Regions from separate parts of the Oryctolagus cuniculus genome. Here region 1 is linked to region 2. A link is a contact called in public Hi-C data. All regions are on one chromosome and are shown on one strand. The core of a region is the stretch at or near the end of the contact, and the rest is flanking DNA. Distances in the headings are between cores, read along the strand shown. Region 1 overlaps SGMS1 (sphingomyelin synthase 1). Region 2 overlaps SGMS1 (sphingomyelin synthase 1).

What was found. Hi-C and Micro-C count contacts between places; a contact is called where the count stands out from the background.
Region 1: a Hi-C map of an unstated tissue shows a contact between it and region 2, with 6 times the contacts expected there. The contact joins two enhancer-like sites. A contact is called at or near these places in 4 of 6 Hi-C or Micro-C datasets (liver, psoas muscle, skin fibroblasts and 1 more).

What each region holds. Positions count from the first base shown.
Region 1 is chr15:43,550,053-43,552,752 of mOryCun1.1, reverse strand. The region is part of intron 6 of SGMS1 (sphingomyelin synthase 1); the gene reads right to left. Among named protein-coding and RNA genes, the nearest start is that of ASAH2, 74 kb to the left of the region's middle. Within about 2 kb of position 1,257, at least 2 of the 8 cell types and tissues checked have an H3K27ac peak or open chromatin away from gene starts, as enhancers often do.
Region 2 is chr15:43,287,729-43,290,428 of mOryCun1.1, reverse strand. All of the region lies in intron 1 of SGMS1 (sphingomyelin synthase 1), which reads right to left. Among named protein-coding and RNA genes, the nearest start is that of SGMS1, 15 kb to the right of the region's middle. Within about 2 kb of position 1,283, at least 1 of the 8 cell types and tissues checked has an H3K27ac peak or open chromatin away from gene starts, as enhancers often do.

The DNA.
Region 1 (2,700 bases), core at 8-2,507, 260 kb before region 2:
CTGGATCAGAAGTAGAGCAGCTGGGACTCGAACTGGCGCCCATATGGGATGCCGGCACTGCAGGTGGCGGCTTAAGCCGCTATGCCACAGCACCAGCCCCTGCCTTCTTTATCAACTGACTGACAACTGCTAGCAGCAAAGCTTAACTTCCCAGAAGGGACATTCCTGATCCATGAAACAGGTCTGCATGGAACACAGGCTGTGAAGGGACTACATCAGGTTTGGAATAAGGTACATCACCACCAGGGGGCAGTATAAAGTCAATGAAATAACATCCCAGCACTCATTTCCAGTTAAAACCAATGCTGGAGTTAACTTCCAGCAAACGTCCTGGGCCAAATGACACCATTAAATAATGGAATTGCAAGAACTAGAACCCTGTTTTCTTAGTTATCAATTGATGCTATCTCCACCATACCCGTAAGATCTTATCGCACATCCAGTGGCTATAATTAGCAACATGGCCATTTCGAGTTTTTCTTGCAAACTTAATGCCCTTCTGAGCTATCCTGCCCTCCCACAAGACTGCTGAGGGTGTTAACAAAATAAACATTAAAGAGCACACAATTTAGCAGAAGGACTTATCCTATCACTATAAATATTTACTGCTGTTTTTATACAAAATTTTAACAAGCTTTATTCTCTGGTGTCTCTGACTATAACTTAATGCAACAAATTTAAAACCATGCAACTAATCAAAGATGACTGACAGATTGTAAAGAATTTATAAGAAAATGATCAGGAGAGGCAGCAAGATGGTGGAACAGGGAGGGAGTTTACTGCTCTGGTCTGGGGAAAGATAGTTAAAAAAAAAAAAAAACGTGGAGAAAGTGCAATTTCAGGAAAGAGTTAAGGAGAAAACAGCAGAGGAAACTCCATGCAAATCAAGGGACACTGTAGATCCACGTGGAGGGTGTGGACGTACACAACTCAGAACCAAGCAGCTGAGAGCCCCAGCACCAGCTCCGGATAGTGAGGTGAGACCAGATGGCAGATGGCAGCAGCCCAAGCCACTGCAGATAAAGCTGAGGGAAGAGCCTGGTGTAAGTCTGGCGTGCAGCCCTGTGGGGGACAGTGTACCTGCCAACCTAGAGGGAAAAAAACGGGGGCACGTTTCGCTCTCCCTGACCACCTGGCACTGATGTCCTCTAACTAGCACAAGCTTCTCTCCCTGTGCCCAACAACCAGCCAAGAGGAGACAGGGGCCTGGGAGCTCGTGACTGTGGCAGCCTTGTGTGCTGGGACTGTGAAAACACTGAGGCTGTGTGTGAAGGAGGAGGGTGAGGCTGGGACTTCGGGCAGTCACTGTGGATGGCTCAACACATTCAGGGCTCCCTGATTCCCTGGGGAGGATCACTGCTGCAGGATCTGTGCTCACGCCAAGGACTGCACGGATCATTTGTGTGGTTTTAGTGGCAGAAGAGGTGAATATCGTACCCAGCGGGGCTAGCGCCCAAGCATTGGTCTCCTTGGAGGTGAGCATGAGATTAGACCAACAGAGCTGAACAAATCTCCCCTTTTAGAAGGAAAAAAAAAGAGAGATTTACTCCTAATTTGGGAGTCACCTTGGACACTCCCCTCACCCTGGAGCACTGAACAGAGCTCCCTGGCCATACCCAGCACACACCTCACTCAGGGTATTCACTGAAAGAGCAGACACTCCACTAATCCACAGAAGCATAGTCCAAAGATAAAAGTCATCACAAGGAAAAAAAAAAAAAAAACAATAAGTATTTCCATAAATGCCTAAAAATAAATGCAGCAATTCAAGAAACAAGAATAGGGAAGACAACATGATGCCCACAAAGGACTACAACACTTCAATAATAGAATGTGAAAATGAAGAGACTGATGAAATGCAAGAAATGGAATTCAAAATTGATTGTAGGATTACTTAGAAGTAATCAGAAGCAAATCCACAAACTAAAGAAATCTATACATGATATGAAAGAAATTTTTTTCTTGTGAAATTGAGATTAAATAACAAAATACTGGAAATGTAAAATTCAATTAAAAAAAATGCAGTGGAAAGCCTTAACAACAGAATCAGTGAGGAAGAAGAAAGAATATCCAAGTTAGGAGAGAAACCTCTGGAAATTTTACAGTCACAACAAAAAAAGAAGAGGAAATTAGAAAACAAAAAAAACAGTGTTGGAGATCAATGGATACTATCAAACTACCCAACATACAGGTAATCTTAAGAGCTCCTGTAGGCATGAAAGAGAGAATGGATTAGAAAGCCTTTTGGGTGAAATCATTACAGAAAACTTCCCCAATTTGGAGAAAGGAAGGGACGTCCAAGTACAGGAAGCATATAGGATCACTAATAGACAAGACCAGAAAAGATCTTACCAAAACACATTGTAATTAACCTCACAGTAAAACATAAAGATAAGATTCTAAAGTATGCATGAGAGAAAGAACAGATTGCTTTCAGAGGATCTCCAATTAGACTCACAGCTGACTTCTCATCAGAAACCCTACAGGCTAGGAAAGAATGGCGAGATATATTCTAAGCCTTAAGAAAAAAAACTGTTAACCCAGAATATTGTACCCTGCAAAGCTCTCATTTATGAATGAGGGTGAAATAAAGACCATATGGAATGCTGGCACTGCAGGCAGTGGCTTTACCCACTATACCACAGCGCTGGCCCCTCCTCTTTTTCTGTAACTCTTTCAAATAAATAAATAAATAAATCT
Region 2 (2,700 bases), core at 34-2,533:
CTGGGGAGCAGGGTAGGAAAGTAAGCACAGGACTGTGTCTTAGAACTTACTGTTGTGCTAGTAAAACCCAACACTGTGCAGATACTAACAGTTCCTGTCCCCACACCAGTGCCTATAAAATTAGGAGCCTTTGGACACATCTTAGTGCCAGGTGGAGACCCATGGTCCCAGTCAATCAGCCTTATACCCCAGCCAGTATCACCTGTGACTACTAACAAGTTTAAACTCGGCAGTAAGCAGCCCTTGGTCCTACTCCCATGCTGTGCTGGTCTTAGCAGGCTATTAGCTCTGGTATGACCTAGCATTGTAGCACTGACGCCACAGGACTGCCCATATCATTCCTCTCCAACCCCAAACAGCACAACACAGAGTAATTGTCTGCTTAGGGAAGAAAAGGGAAGTGAGTGCCAAGCTGCTACCCAAGACCTTCAGACGAGTCCCTCCACAATGAGGCTCAGAGCAGGGCAGAATCCTGAAGGGCCCAATCACAGTGGCTGTGGATGAGGTGTCTGAACCTATCCTAGTCTCCAATAGGGGCTGGTGGGGATGGACTACCCTTTTCAGATACTCCATCCAGAATATACCGACAAAAAATTTGAAACAAATTTGGCTTGGGGCACCCTCTAGTGCTGAAATAACAACACCACACTAACAGCGGACTCACAGCAAACACGTACTTAGAGCACAATCTAGTGCTGAAATAGCGGAAGTGCCCACAAGCCGAGAAAATAAGCAGACTGCTTAAAATTCCTGGAAGGAAAGGCACAAACTAAGCCATACTATGAAGACTTGAATAAGGTTCTAATCCTTCAAGGTGCAGATGACACTGTATACCAACAAGCATCAGGAATTTTCAGGGAACCATGACCTCACCCAATGAACAAAATGAGACACCAAAAACTGGCCATGGAGCAACTGTTATCTGCAAACTCTTAAATGCAGAATTCCAAATAACTGTTTTAAGAAAACTCCATGAATTTCAAAAAAGGAGATGGAGTTAACATTAAATATTTCTTAAAAACTAAAGTTTTTAAACAAAACTTCAAAATGCAATAGAAAGCATCAACAGCAGAATAGATCAAACAGAACTGCTGAACATGAAGGCAGGCTATTTGAAAACACACAGCTGGAGGAGACAGAAGAAAAAACTGGTGGCATCCCAGTTTTTGTTTGTTTTTGTTTTTGTTTTTAATCAGAGAGCCAGTTAGGAGTTTGGCTGTTCCACTGTATGATTCAAGTTCCTGTTATTGTGCCTGGAAAAGCAGCTCAAGATGACCCAAGTACTTGGGCCCCTGATACACACGTGGGAGACTCATATGGAACTCCTGGCTCCAAGCTACAGCCTGGCCCAGCCTTAGCTGTTGAAGCCATTTAGGGAGTGAGAGAACCCAAAACTCCATCTGAGTCTCCCATGTAGGTGGCAGGGGCCAAAACACTTGAGTTATCGTCTGCTGCCTCCCTGGAGCATTAAGCAGGAAGCTGGATGAAAAGTGAAGTAGCCAGGACTCTATGCAGGCATCTGGAGTGACAGCTTAACAAACAATACCATGATGTCCATCCCCTCAAAGGGCCCTTTTGCTTCCCCTATCACAAAACTGCCTCAAGAAGTTCAGCACAACCTCAGAGGCGTGCCCAGGCAGCCAGGTCAGTCTGCCTCCACCGCCCTCCTCCCCCTTTCCTCCCTCTCCTGTGATTAGGACAGACCTGTTTGGGCAGGCGGCCATCGACCAGCCCACACAGGGCACGCCTCTTTCACAATGACATCTCGGTCCCGAGACCTTTCCTCCGGCATGCCAGGCACACGTCCCTACTCCCTTCTCCGCCAGTCACTACCCTGCCCCATCCTCACACTCTCTCCTTTCCCCTACTTCCCTCAAGAGTAATAAAGTCTTAGGTTCTTCTTCAAAGTGAACTCCCTCCAAAAAAAAAAAAAGTAATAAAGTCCTACCCCCTTGGCCTTGGCCTCAGGCACACCCACACCTCTATTTCCAGCTCAGTCTTCTGCCCCCACAGGAAGCCTGTGGGCAAAATCTCCTTGCTGGTCCTGCTGTCTCCCCCTGCAGCCAGATTTCCCCTGCCTCTGTCGCTGTGTGAGGGTCACCTCCAGCCAACTGCCCCACTTCTTTAGGAGACAGGCTCCCTGGAGTCTCTCCTCCACCATGCTGCCCTTAGTACTTCCTTCAATCCCCAATCTTCACTTAAACCTGTGGCTCTTAGGAACTCCATTCCCAATTGTTTTGTTAAAAAGACTTTATTTTATTGACTCAAAAGGCAGAGTGACAGAGAGGGAGAGGGAGAGCTTCCATCCACTGCTTCATTCCTCAAATGGCCACAATGGCCAGGTCCAGGACAGGCCAAAGCCAGGAGCTCAGAACACCATCCAGGTCTCTCAATGTGGGTCTCAGGGCCCCAGGCACTGGGGTTATCTTCCACTGCTTTCCCAGGCACTTCTGCAGAGAGGTGGATCAGAAGCAACCAGGATTCAAGCCAGCATTCACATAGGGTGCCAGGATTGCAGGCAGTGGCTTAACTCATTGCACAACATCGGCCCCCAATTTTTTTAATTCCTCACTTTGTTGTTTATTTTAAAGACGGACATAGCCAGAGATAGATCTTACTTCCATTGGGTTCACTCCTCAAATACCAACAACAGTTGGGTCTAGGGATGCCAAAGCCAGAAGACAGGAACTCAGTCCAGGT